Regions from separate parts of the Mus musculus genome. Here region 1 is linked to region 2. The links are chromatin contacts, called in public Hi-C maps. All regions are on one chromosome and are shown on one strand. Each heading gives the region's core, a stretch centred on a gene start, on an enhancer-like site or on the middle of the called end of the contact. The rest is flanking DNA. Distances are from core to core; before and after follow the strand shown.

The links. A called contact is a pair of places that touch in the nucleus more often than the background predicts.
Region 1: a contact with region 2 is called in a Hi-C map of cerebellar granule neurons, with 2.8 times the contacts expected there. The contact joins the enhancer-like site here to the promoter of Efhc2 in region 2. A contact is called at or near these places in 9 of 39 promoter capture datasets (the 3T3-L1 cell line, 3T3-L1-derived adipocytes, cranial neural crest and 5 more) and 1 of 484 Hi-C or Micro-C datasets (cerebellar granule neurons).

The regions. Positions count from the first base shown.
Region 1 is chrX:18,256,240-18,263,483 of GRCm38.p6, forward strand. Kdm6a (lysine (K)-specific demethylase 6A) reads left to right here. Exons shown (of 29, transcript NM_001310444.1): 18 at 1,597-1,726; 19 at 5,284-5,389; 20 at 5,991-6,196. Among named protein-coding and RNA genes, the nearest start is that of Kdm6a, 97 kb to the left of the region's middle. Within about 2 kb of position 2,287, at least 4 of the 459 cell types and tissues checked have an H3K27ac peak or open chromatin away from gene starts, as enhancers often do. A contact at or near this core is called in cerebellar granule neurons, where this site is marked.
Region 2 is chrX:17,318,653-17,326,067 of GRCm38.p6, forward strand. Efhc2 (EF-hand domain (C-terminal) containing 2) reads right to left here and starts at 1,289. Exons shown (of 16, transcript NM_028916.5): 1 at 1,222-1,289; 2 at 590-716. The coding sequence starts at 631. The region is part of intron 2 of Gm35105 (a long non-coding RNA gene); the gene reads left to right. It overlaps Gm22294 (a small nuclear RNA gene), which reads left to right and starts at 6,663; the gene lies at 6,663-6,766.

The DNA.
Region 1 (7,244 bases), core at 1,037-3,536, 940 kb after region 2:
TATATCTAAATTAAATTTTTTAAAACATACTGTAAGATCACTTAATTTCTAAAATTTGTTTCTTTAGAAAATTTTAATTTAGGGGACATTAACCTCTTTTTGTCTTTAAGTTACTATCATTCATTTCAACATTGAACCCCTTTAAGTGTCTAGGTTAACAGCCATAGCGGACTGAGATGCAGTTACCTTGATACATTCCACTATTCTTGTCTTCTATCTGCCTGCCTCTGCCTTGGCTAATCTGGTCTTTACTCTCCTTTCCTAGTTTTGCTTCTATTCAGTTAAAGCAGGGGCTCAATACCTCATCCAGTCTTTGTAGACTCAAGACATTTGCTTTAAAAACAAAATGAGAAACCGAGATGTCATAAAAATTGCTTACTGGAGGTAGATTCTAGAGCTATATTATGTCCCAAAAGTTATAAGCAATGTGGAAAGGCTTTTTTTGTTGTTGTTGTTAATAAAATTTTGTGCTATGGAGTGGCTAGTTACTATATTTCTTAATGTCTTATGAAAGATACTCTTCCATCTCATTTTTGAGGACATTTGGACATTCACTTGAGTACATCCTCATAGTTTTATGTTAAACTTACAAAGGTCATTTTGCTTCATTATAGACACTTAAATAGCTAAACGCACCAAAACTTTTATCAGTCTCTGGAGTGGACTTGGGCTGTTTAAACCAATCTAGGCATTATCTTAATGAAGAGGCAGGAAATCACTTGTGTAAGTTGGAGACAAATCTTCTGAAGCTTAGAGCAAAAGGGTCTTGAGATTACAAGTAGTGGGGTGTTTGGTTGATACTAGCTTATGCCAGAACTCAGGTGAAAGTAACCCAGGTACAGTTTAGGGGCTTTTTAACAAAAGATTTTTTTTTTAAAGGTCCTTTTACTCAGAACACTTTCTTTTCATTTCTGTACTAAATATGGTTACTTCAGAATGGGAAAAAGAACGATTTAAGATGACATAGTTTCTAAATTCTCTCTGTAACCATCTTATTCCATAACTTTTCTTCCTTTTCTCTCTACTTTGGGCTATTTTGATAAAGTTTTATTATCTGGCCTGTGGTATTCTAAAACTGTTCAGAAAATAGCATATGTACCCTGCATCTGTCTGCAGCATTAAGATTGATAAGTAAATGTTTATAGTCTCTTAAATAGATGATTATATGTGTCAGTTATTTCAGAGAAATTTCTGTCTGTTTCGGACTTGATTTTTGCAAGCAGATTTTTAAGACACAGTAAAAAACTGCTAATATGACTATTTGCAATTTTTCTTGGTTGAGCTAATGTACCAACCTTGAATGGAAAAGATTCTGATAATTGAAAGGAAATTAGAATTCATACTTGTTCTTCAGATAAAGAAATCATAAACAAAATAGGGAATTTTTTTTTATGTTCAACATATTGTGCTTTTAGTTTTCTTCAGTGGAAGATCCAGGAATCAAAATAAGTATTTGCAGGAAGAATTTTGTTGTTCTGCTAGATTCAAAATTCACGGAGTTATGAAACTGTCTATTATAACTTAATTCAGAATTGTTTTCTGCCTTCTATGTAAATATAATACTGATTTTTCTTTTCTTTCCTGTTATTTTTAAAGGAATCTAGGTAAAAACGGCCTGTCTAATAGTAGCATTCTGTTGGATAAATGTCCGCCTCCAAGACCACCATCCTCACCATACCCTCCCTTGCCAAAGGACAAGTTGAATCCACCTACACCTAGTATTTATGTGAGTCTGAATTAGCTAGAAATCATCCAAGTTAGTGTTTTCTTCTATATGTCTTTTGTAAAAATCTTTTAGGACAATATATTACAGATACTGGCAGCAATGTGACAATTTGGCAACAAAAAGATATATTCAAAGATATTTTGTGATATTTTGCAAGTACCTTTTTAATTGTTGGTTATATTACAAATTTATTGTTGTTTTGTCTTGTTTTTGTTGTGCTGGAGACTGAACCTAGTACTTTGCACATTCTGGGCATGTGTTTTATAACATTGCTACTATTCCCATAGTTCCTCTGTATAAGGTATATTAGAATAGGTGAAAATATTTTCACTGCCTTAATTTTTAGCATTGTAGGTCAGAATGGGGTCCCATGTCTGGCATCCGGCCCTCCACAGGGCCAGAGCCACTCATGGAGGCAGACACAGGACCCCACGCCAAGGCCTCTACCAGGTAGGTGGGTGGTAAGCTGTGAGAAGCCGCAGGATCCCACTTTCAGGGGTGGGGAAGGCACATTCTGAGGTCCCAGTAGAACTGCTGGGAGCTGCTGGCTCAGGGGTCTGGGCTTGCACAGAGGCTGAGATTGGCAGGTTCTTACTCTTGGGCACTGCAGACGCCTCTGAATGCCGCAGAAGAGCTGAGAACAGATTGTGGGCCTGCATGCGGGCTCTGGCCCTGGGCCAAAGGGAAAGGGGCAGGAGGGATGCTCTGGCTGGTTACCACAAGGACATAAAGAGTCCTTAGGCGGGCACCTTGGATTGATGGGAGCTGTGTCTGGGAGTGCAGGGAGGCCTGTGGCAGGAGGTTAGACGCACAGCTCTCCAGAAGACCACCTGCTCCATTGCTCCAGCAATGATGAGAAGAGACAGGCCATGGTTTTAAGGTGTTTATTGTAGAAAGGCAGAGAGAGGGAGATAGTACGGAAGTAGAGCCCGGCTATGGCTAGATGGGGAAGAGATGGAAAGCAAGAGGGCAAGAGTGAGAGAGGCAGGACCAAGAGAGTAAGAGAAACAAGAGAATAAGAAAGAGATGAGGGGGCAAATAGCCCCTTTTGTTGTGGGCTGGGCCTACGTGGATTTGCCAGGTAACTGTGGGGAGGAGCATACCTGGATGTTGCCAAGTAACTGTGGGAATGTAGTCTAGACAGAATACCAGAAGCCTGGGGCATTGCCTACATGGCTGATGGATACACACCTCTGGGGGGCTGGGGGCCTGTGGCTGTGGGAGGCTGTAGCTGCAACAGGCACCAGGGGCTCAGGGGGCATGGCTGAACACCTGCCATCCCTCATCGGCGGAAGTCACTATCTACCGGTCACCGGGATTCAAGGCCTGTGCTCGACCCGGAACCAGGTTGTCTGTGCACAGCTCACAGAGCAGTATTAAACAAAAGCTACTTGGAACTATTTAACATTTTTGTTTTTAAGTAAACTGAGTTTTAAATCTATCAATTTTATGGGCCTTAATATTCACTCTGTTTTGTACACATGCTAAAAGAAATACCTTCAATGGCAGAAAAGAAAAAAGGATGTTTTAAGAATGTGGTCTTTGGAGCTGGAGAGATGGCTAAGCAGTTAAGAGCATTTGTTGCTCTTGCAGAAGATCCAGATTCAGTTACCTGTGCTCACATGACCATCCATAACTCCAGTTGCCCTTGTCTGGCCTCCATGGGTACCAGGCACATGCATGGTATACATGCATATAGGCAAAACACTCATTTACATAAAATAATTTTTTAAGCTAGCATGTCTATAAAAGAAAGAATATGATTGTAGATGGATACATGTTACAAATATCTTTATAAGGTTTTTTTTTTTAGCATATTTAAAACTATCAGTTTTATCTCATAGAAATTTAGGCATCTGGTCTGAAGAATTGAATAAAAGCAATTCTTTTTTTTTTTATTTGTTTTGTTTTGTTTGGGGGTTCGGGGTTGGTTTTGTTCGAGACAGGGTTTCTCGGTGTAGCCCTGGCTGTCCTGGAACTCACGTTGTAGACCAGGCTGGCCTTGAACTCAGAAATCCATCTGCCTCTGCCTCTGCCTCCCAAGTACTGGGATTAAAGGCGTGTGCCACCACCGCCCGGCAATAAAAGCAATTCTTAATTGTGTTTTTCACAAATAAATCCTGATACCACTTTATTAACTTATTCCAAGAAAAAAATTAGATATGTATAAACTTATGGTAATATACTTCGGATGGTCTTACAACTATGAAAATGAATCTTGTCTTTGAGAAATTTTGATTTCTTCACTCAATTTTTAAGCATGTGACAAAAGTCTCCATCTCAACTCTTTGTGAATATATAGTTAAGAAGTATTAAACATACTCTTGTTATACAACTTATTATGAAAACTTATATACTTTGCCAGAGTGTCTACCCATTGAATATCTTTTCCCCATCTGCTTAAGTCATAATTCTGTTTTCATGAATTTCACTACTTTATATATGGAATCAAATTTCCTTATGACTAGCGTATTTCATTTATCATGTCCTCAAGGTTCATCCATGTTACAGCATTTGACAGGATAACCAGTCAGTTAATTTGGTGGTATTAGACTCTGCATTTTGCACATATTAATGAAAATATTCTACCATCAAGCTGTCTTTTCCCTCACTAACTCTTCATTTGTTGCTTATTTTTCCCCTGCTAGGGGTAAAACCTAGGGTCTTTTGCTTGCTAGTCAAGTATTCTGCCATTGAGCTATATACTCCATTCTTTAGCTATCTTCTAATCTTGCCTGATACTGTAGATATTTACGTACCTACAGGAATAATGTTGCATCAAGAACATATGTTATCATTTAGAATTTTTTAAGATTTATTTTTCTTATTTTCAATTACAAATATGGAATTAGATACATGTGAGAGTAGGTGGACCCTGGAGCCGGAGTTATGGGTAGTTGTGAGCCACAGGACTAGGAATCAAAATCTGATCCTTCCTCTACAAGAACAGTAAGTGCTTATATCCACTGAACCATAGCTCCAGGCCAATATGATCTTATTTTTGGTCAAGAGGACTCACTCTGTCACTCTAGCTAGCCTGAAATTCAGAGAGGCCCACTTCTGCCTCCAGAGTACTGTGATTACAGTGACTGCCACCATTTCCAGCTTCTATATCACGTTTTCTAACTTTTAAAATTTTGTGGTTTTTTTCAATATGGGTAGTATTGGAAATAAAACTTAAGAGCCCCCTGACTGTTCAGATAAACATTCTACCATGGACTTAGAACCCAGCCCATATTTGGTGATCTTACTCTCTGTGGAGGCCATTGAGGCCAAGCAAACTCTACCACTGAGCTGTTCTTTCTACTCAGTAATCCTCACTTTGGTCTTGAAGTTTAAATGTAATTTCAGCTACCTAATTTGTTCAACATATAGTACACAAAAATGTATTGGTTGCTACTTAGTCACAGTTAAAATCAAAGTGTAAAAATACTAGAAAATAGAAAAATATGAATGCATGAAATAAAGTAGCTATATAGGAAATAAATATAAGGCATAATATTTAAGTTAAAAAGCTGTATTTTCCTAAGATATAACCATATATTTTAACTTTACAGTTGGAAAATAAACGTGATGCTTTCTTTCCTCCATTACATCAATTTTGTACAAACCCAAACAACCCTGTTACAGTAATACGTGGCCTTGCTGGAGCTCTTAAATTAGGTATGCTTTTAAGTAAAAAGAAAAATGTTTTCTATATATGCTGTCTTTTAACCTTTTAAAGCACCAGTAAAGAAGTCTGGTACACCCCCCCACCCTCCCACCCCTCCTCCAATCACCACTCACACATCCACTTATTTTCTTTTTAATATGGATGGGGAATTTTGATTATTTTTACTTTGAGTCCATGATTTGAATCTATAATGGTCATAGTGTTAGTTGCTGGCAATTTAGGATTAGTTTTTTTATTTAGCCTTTATTTTTATCTAATGACTGATGTTGAACAGCTATGAGAATTTTGAATATAAAGTGTAAGTACTCATCAAGTACTGTACTATAGCCCCATTAGTATTTGCTAGCACCTACAAAAATTAAGTATGTGAAAGTTTAACCATTGGACTCGACTCATTCTCTATTTGAATATCATGAGCATTAGGACAAAGTAAGCCTTCAAAGTATATAAATGACCTGGTTGGTTTTTAGGAGAAATGGATATAGTGCCATAAAATGCTTCGTCTTTGAAAGAAAAGGCAGAAGTGGGGTGCATTTTTGTTTTGTTTTTACTGACTTGTTTTTTTTTTTTATTTATGGCTTACTTATAAAGACTTGGGACTTTTCTCTACTAAAACTTTGGTGGAAGCTAACAATGAACATATGGTAGAAGTGAGGACACAGTTGTTACAACCAGCAGATGAAAATTGGGACCCTACTGGAACCAAGAAAATCTGGCACTGTGAAAGTAATAGATCTCATACTACAATTGCTAAATATGCTCAGTACCAGGCCTCCTCATTCCAAGAATCATTGAGAGTAAGTATTTACTTCCTAGAGATTATTTTTAGACATTTAAAAATTATTTCATTTTGTAGCTTTGAAAGAAGACATTACTTTTGTAAATATCAGATTATATTACATTAAATACCTTGTAAGTGCTTTAAACAAACCTATGAGTTGATTCAGTAAATAATTTGTAGAGAGGGAATTACTATCTAGGAAAATGTTTCCTAGGTTATCTGAGGTATTTATGATTAAAGCAAGGTTTCTTCAGTACTATTGACATTTTGGGTTGAAAAATTCTTTGTTGTGGGGCTATTTAGCAGCATCCATGTCTTCTCTAAAGCATTTTAGACCTGGCAAATATTTCCTGGAAAACAAAGTTGTCCCCTCTTGAATCACTGATTTGGAGCCTATATCTGTCTTGAGTTTGCTTTATGCTTATTCTTATATGCTTGCATTTTCTTTTCTTCTGCCAGTTTAATATTACCAGGTAGGCAACCCTTTGAGGAAGTATTAGTGTTCTTCCTTCCAGTCATATAAAAAAAAAGTGCTGAGGAAGAGGTAGAAACAAGATATAATAAACATTAGACATTATTATATAATTTCAACACATATATTTATATTTTAAAATATGAATTTTGAGACTAATCAAAATTACTAAAACATCCCTCTAGATCTTACATCATTGAAACATTACTAAAATCATGTAGTAGTATAACAAGAACTTTGTGAGTTCTTCCACAAAATGAATATAAAACATCCATAGAAGTTAGCTCTTTGAAATACTGCTTTGTGCTAAATTGTTTGTTCACATATCCTACCAGGAAATTTAATTTCCTATGTGACTGAAAGTCTTGAGTTTGTCGTTCATTACATTTGCTTATCTGTTTTTAAATATTTAAAATGTTCCACTGAGCTCACATTTTTAGTCAAGACATCATTTATACATGAACTTACAAATTTGGCTTACTATATTATAGTTTCTATTTCTTTGACAAAAGCACTGTGACCTAAATCAACTTGGAGAGGAAAGGGTTTATTTGGCTTACATTTCCGTAGCACACCGCAGGAAACCAAACAG
Region 2 (7,415 bases), core at 39-2,538:
GATTTTGTGCTTTCATCTTGTCCTCCAGGTTTAAGGGCCTGTCTTCCTAGTGTGGCACTAAACTTTATAGGCTAATAGAAGGCTTCCCTATCTGCCATGCTTCCTTCTGTGTTTCTTCTATTTAGTACCAACATTTGTTTTTGCACACAGTGTACTAAAGATAATAATTAGACTCGTGGGTTATAAAGACCAGCTGCCTGAAAGAAAACTACTATCACCACGAAGACCTCAGTTTCCTCAGCTGTAAATGGGAACAAAAAGATCTAATTCAAACAGCTGTTGAGAATATCCAAGGCAATTAAAGCATAGCACCCCACACACATTAAAACACTCAGTGATTCTTTTTATCATCACTGTCACCAACTACTTTGGATGCCCCTGCTACCTGTACTTCGATGTCATGTAGGAAAAGCATTCAGATGCACTTTGAGAAAAAAGGAAGAGGGAACAAGAAGTTTGAGGTGTACTCAGCACACAGGAGTAAAAGGCAGGAGCTAGCTCACAGGTAGGATCTAGTAAGATGAACACTCCCAGATCCTGTTCTAAACCCCAGGATCTGGCCAGGATCTCAGGCTTCCTGCCTACTTACATTGCGGTTAAAGCTGTTGCCAGGCAGAAACGGTAGAGCCATGGCTGTCAACGTCCGATGAGGATGCAGGGTCCAACCAAAGAGAGATGAATGCCCTCAACCGCTGCTTGTTTGACCCCTGCGTTACCTGGAGACCGGAGATAGCGTCATGGAGGGAGGAGGGGCTAAGATAGGCGGGGTAGGGTAGGGGTCTTAGGGCGGAACCATGGTCTGGGAGGGGGTGAGGCGAGACAGAGTGGAGGTGGGGACGACGGGGCGGGGTCGAGTCCGCAGGGCCCCTCCCTCCCCCTCCGCCACCCTGCTAATCTTCTTTCCCTGACCGCCCACCTGCGGAAGCTGCCTGTTTCTGACCCCACTGGTCTTCTGCGCTCACAGTGAGTGCTCGGTTTTCATTTATGCTATTTTCTGCTTTCACTCTTTTTTTTTTTTTTTTCTAGAGCTCATATCCTCCTGTGACCTTCAGCTCACGAAATCTTGACATAGCATTGTTTTGCTATTTTGTTATCAAATGTAGTTAAAATGCCCAGAAACGTACAGAAATCTGACCCTTATGAGCTTACAGAGCTGTGTTGCATTTACACCAGCCTCTATTTTTTAATTAAAGCGTTTGAGATGAATCTAAAACCACTCACCCCCTACTGGGAAACTCATTCCAAAGGTAAGCATGGCCTTCAGTTCTTCCTCTGATCCTTTCTTGTATGACCTAAGTGTGGAAAATCTAAAGTCCAATCAGCAGTGGCCAGGAGCAGGGTCAAGCAGCATAAAACACGATGTCTCGTGCCTAAAATCCTGGCACCCAGGAGGCCTGCGTTCCAAGCCAAACTAGGCGTTACTGTGAAATATGTCAAAAAACAAAACCAAAAATATCAAGACTGCTCCACCAGGCACCCAGATGCCTAGAATGAAAACCTACAGTTAACTGCCCCACAGCCCTGCTGGCTGGGCACCTTAGTGTATTTATCACTCCCTCTGCTATTTCTGTTGAGACCCCTACGTCTAATTACAGCTTGCTTTACTCTATTCCTTGGAAGTGGAGGTAAGGGCAACTGATCATGCTTATAGAGCCTCCCTTTGTCAAATTCAAACTGCAATTGTTACTCTCTGCTTTAAGAAAGGCTGCCTTCCCTTCCCCTGCAGGCCATCAAACTCCTTAGCCAGGCCTAGAGCCACTTTTCATCTGTAGTGTACTGCTTTGACCCTCCTCTCCTCTTTTCCAGCTTCAAGAAACCCCTAGCTGTTTCCACCAGGATCTTCTAGGAATTTGCAAATCACTCTGTGTTCTAGAAACACACCTGTCTTCCCATGCTTCATCAAGGCTTCATCTTTCTTGTTCCAGGATTTGGTTTAGTGTGAAAAGGAGGTACAGAAAGTTTTGCCATTGCTGGGAAATGAATGTTCCCTCAGCTTTGCCTGTACCCCTCCTCCATCTTCATTAAACATAATACACACTACTTGTGCCTTCCTCCTCCTACATGGTAATCATATATTTACTTGGATTTCTGTTAAATGCCTGAAAATTCTTTAAAGACAGAGACTGTTCTTCAACAATCTTCAACTTTATTTTCTGTGTTTATAGAGTGTATATTTTGATTTGCCTCCCACAGACTCCTTCTGTTACAGGCATGCCCTCAAATCAGAATAACTCAAGCCCCTCCTGCCTCCTCTTTTAACCTATGGTTTTTATTTTTGAGATCTTTACATGATGACACATGTGAATAACAGTTCATCCATCTAATGTGCATGCTGTGATTAGAACACAAATCTGCTGTCATCTATTGTTGACAATTACTGTTTTCATTTATTTCACTAATTATTAACACTAATACAGTGAGTGACATAAACCTCTTCTTTTGTTTGCTTTGGGGCTGTTTTGAGACAGTCTCACCACACAGCTCAAGTTGAGCTCAAACTAGGAAACTGTTACTCCTCCTGCCCCTACCTCCACAGTGTTGGGATTATAGATGTATGTCACCAAGCCCAGGTTCTCCTAAATGAGTTTGAAAATCCTTTTCTTTGTTACTTTCTAAAGTGAACTAATTTAAACATATTAGGCGTGATGGTTTGAATATGCTTAGCCCAGGGAATGGTACTATTAGGAGGTGTGGCCTTATTGGAATGGGTTTGGCCTTGTTGGAGTAGGTATATCACCATGGGGCTGGGCTTTGAGAGACTTTCATCCTAGCTGCCTGGAAATCAATCTTCTGCTAGAGGCCTTCAGATGAAGATGTCAAACTCTCAGTTCCTTCTCCTGCACTATGACTGCCTGGATGCTGCCATGCATCTGCCTTGATGATAATGGACTGAATGTCTGAACTTGTAAACCAGCCCAAATTAAATGTTGTCCTTTGTAAGACTTGCCTTTGTCATGGTGTCTCTTCGCAGTGATGGAAACCCTAACTAAGACCCTATGAGAGTTATAGCAACAGAACGGTGATATTTGGGAGGCTGAGGCAAGGGGATCACTAGTTCTAGTGAGTTTAAGGCCAGCCTAGGCTATATAGAGAGACCTTATCTCAAAACAAAAATAATGTTAACAAAAACAAACAAACAAAACAGGCTATGGATGTGGTTCAGTGTAGGATATGGTTCAGTGTAGAATGTTTGCCTAGAAATCACAAGACCACCATTAGAACATAGTACAACTAATTCCCATTTACACTTCATCAAGATTCAACTCTTTTGTCTCTTAGTATATTGGTTTTATTATTTTCTCTATATTTGAACTTTCTTACAGTAAACCTGAAGACACCATTATCTCACCTAAAATGTAAATCATGTCAGCTCTCCAAACAATGTCCTTTTGTCCAGAGTCCATTCTAACATTGTGTTTGTCTCTTAGTTCTCATGGATTGTTAGTCTCCTTTAATCTGGAATAGCTTTTGTAGTTTTTTGCTTTTTGTTTTTTCCTGACCTTGAGATCTTTCAAGACAATAAATCAGATACTGGAGGAAAAAGTCTTCCAGTTTATGATAACTACCATTTCCTTTGAGATATGCCATAAAAGGAAGGCTATATTTCCTTAGTTCAGCAAAGAAGCAAACACATGTCATTGTAATCTTACCATAACTGATGATGTTCACTTAAGATAGGATGCACTACACCAAGTTTTTGTCAATAGAAAGAAAAACAGATATTGATGTACACAGAAAGAAATATGTCACAAGTCAGGAGTTTCCACTGATATGTCTACTTTGAATCAGTACAGTAGAATGCTTGCTCTTGTTTCCCCCTTAGCACATGTATGTGTGTGGTTATATGTATACATGTTCACATATATGTATGGATACATGTGCACATGTATGCAAAAATGAGAGGATGATGTTTGGTGTCTTCCTGGATCATTCTTCACTTAATATTCTGAGCCAGAGTTCCTCAATCAAGCAAAATCTCACTGTTGGGGCTAGTATAACTAGTCACCTTGCCTTGGGGATCCAATGTCTACTTCCTTTATGGTTATAGGATTATGAATACAGGTTTCACAAGTTCTACACAGCTTTTTGTGTGGATATTGGGATCCAAAGTCTAGTCCTTAAGCTTGAGTAGCAAAGACTTTATGTAATGAGCCAGCCCTGGTGTTACCCTTTCTGCATCGCAAGCCTTGGAGGTGAACAAGCACTGACAAAGAAGTGAGTGCTCATTCACTTACTTGTCAAATAAAGGCCACAAAAGAAGTTGTGTAAAAGTGACTTTGATTTCCTCAGATATAACTGTCCTCTAGTAGGCTTACTGCCTCCATCTGCTACCCTAGGCCTATTCCTGAAAGTGTTTAGCCTCTTGAGAATCTAATCAAGGCATAGAATATTTTCAGCCTCTAAGACTTCTGAATAAGCTCATCCTTTCTAGTTCCTTCTGAACTCTTGACTAGCTGGTTCAATGATGCTGTTCCAGCCCAAACTCCTCTCTAAGCCAACTGGTTCAATTTGGTTTCTCTCAGTTTCTCATTGAATTGCTCTGCTTGGCCTCAAACTAACTCTAGCAATCTGTTCTAATCTCTGGCTCCTCATTCTCCAAATCATTCTGTCTTCACCTGTGTATAGCTTGTTCTCTCTGCAATCTGTCTCTGTAAAACTGTCCCAGTAAAGCAATCTCTCTCTCTCTCTCTCTCTCTCTCTCTCTCTCTCTCTCTCTCTCTCTCTCTCTCTCTCTCTCTCCCTCTCTCCCTCTCTCTCCCTCTCTCTCTCTCTCTGCCTGCTCTTAAGTAGTCTCTCCTTCCTGTCTGTTCTCATGAGAGTTGGGCAAACCTCATCTCTGACTCATTCTGTCAAATCTTTCTCGGATTTGTCACTTTGTTGTCCTCTTAACTAGAAGTCATTTTCAAATATGGCTGCTTCTTTCTACCAACTAACTTTACCTACATTGTTTGAGATTAAAGGTATGTACTAGGGGCATGTCTGTATTCCGGCCAGATCATACTTTAATCGAGGGCTTCTCTGCATCCCAACCTCATAACATAGAGGTCCCTAGAAGGTCTTTGGATGTGATCCTCTGCCAAAGCGGCTCGAATTGCTGGATTAAAATTCTTCCAAACAGTTTTAGAGTATCTAACTGATAGGTGGCTTTGTGGCAGATGAATGACTCTGCTTAGTATACAGTTGGCCCTGAGTTTCTTCCCAGTCCCATGAAGGTAAAAAGCATCTAATTTAGGTTTATGTGAAATCCAAATCTACTATAGGGTTCAGTATTTGTTCTCAGCAATTTTCCTTTAGACTTAATGCTTTTAGTCAAAATACCAATCTCAAATATTTTTGGGTGTGTATGCCTCTCTCTTTTTGGGATGCCTATATTATTCATTTGTAAGCCAGTTTGGTTTATTCATCTATAGATACTCCACAGTATTTATTCTTTGTCATATTATATGTAAGCTGTATCTGTCCTATTTTAATCTGGGTAATTTGTCAAGTGATTTTCGTTTTTTTCTTATTTTCATCAGTCTAGCCTACTATCTGTTCTAAAATGTCATTACTTTTCTGCTTTCATACTTATTATTTTCTTCTAGACAGTTTCTTTGGGCACGTTTTATGACTTTCAAAGTTAACACAATTCATGCCTTTCATTTATATTTACTGATATAAGTGTATAAAACTACAGATTTTCTAGTGATCTCTAAAAGTATCCAATAGTCTCAGATATTTACTGCTTTCACTACTTTTTTGCTTTTTTGTTTTTTTTCCCAACACAATGGTTGTTTGATAGAGTTTCAATTTCTAGTTATAAGGCATATATGGACTTTAAATTTTATTTTTATTCTAGCTTAATAGCTGTGCTATCCCTGTGTTAAGAGGGAGGTTTAGAATCCTTCAAATTGTATAGAACTTACTGTGACCTAATATTTATACAATAGAAAAGAAAGGCCTCAATTGTGCTCTAATGTTCAATGAGGGCCACTGGTGTATGTAGTTATTATGTTACTTGATGTTTCTGTGTCATTACTGTGACTGACACCTGATCTTCTTTGTACTGAAAGGCTTCTACTAGCGAAAGTTTCCAACCATATCTCCTTGAACCCTTAGCTATTGCTTCTAGAAGATGATTAGGGAGAGGGATGTATGTAGCTCTTGCTTGGAACGGATGAGGCTGTGAGTTTCATCCCCAGCAAAATAAGTCAATGATGGCTATTTGGTGGCATAGATGTTTATAACTTCTACATTACATTGTAAAATGGTTTTCATAGTTCACCAGTGAAGAATACATACTGCTCTTACTGAAGACTGAGACCTTAGTTCCCTGCACCCAAGTCCATTTCAGTGGCTAACTCTATCTGCCTCTAACTCCAGTTCCATGGAAATTATTTACTCTCTTAAGACATAAGGTATATAACTATTCTCTACTTTCCTAATAATATAATAATATGAAATTTCCTTGTTTTTACATTATAAGGGATGGATCCTAAGACCTTGTACATCCTCAGCAAACATTCTACCACTGAGATGAAGCTTCAGTCCTTAAAATTCTTTCTTAAAGAGATTATATATGACACATAGAAAATTTTATACTAATATGCATAGTTTTACTTATGAAAGATGCATTTATCCTTTTTAGATGTGTATGGTCTTTTTAAAAATTAAGATAAAAGGTACTCACTTTGGCAGCACATATACTAAAATTGGAAGGATTAGAAGATGAGCATGGCCTCTGTGCAAGGATGACACACAAATTCATGAAGTGTTCCATATTTTTGGCTCCAGCCGCATATGTAGCAGAGGATGGCCTTATCTGGCATCAATGGGAACAGATGCCCTTGGTCCTGTGAAGGCTCCATGCCCCAGTGTAGGGGAATGCCAGGGCAGGAAGGCAAGAGTGGGTGAATTGGTGGGGGAGCACCCTCTTAGAATCAGAGGGAAGGGAGATGGGATAGGGGGTTCACAGAAGGGAAACTGAAAAGATAAAGTTTATTCATATATATATATATATATATATATATATATATATATATATATTCTGAGGCTAGTTAGCTCTTTCTGGTAGTATTTGAGATAGCTGCACAGTGGGGGATTTTACTTCTGATACCATAATTCTGGTGAAAATCACATGACTTGGGAAGTCATAGACCTTAGATAGAAGTTACTGTTGTAATTTTGTTCAATCATTGTCTTACTTTTCTATTCCAATGACAAGACACCATGACCTAGGAAGCTTATAGAAAAAAGACTTTATTAGGGGCTTGCATATAGTTTCAAGTATTAGATTCCATGACCATCACAGCAGGGAACATGGCAGCAGGCAATCAGGGAGGTGCTGGAGCAGGATGAAAACTTACATCCTAATCTATAAGTAGGAGACAGAACAAGCTAAGTGGGAAAGGCATTAGCTTTTGAAACTTCCAAGC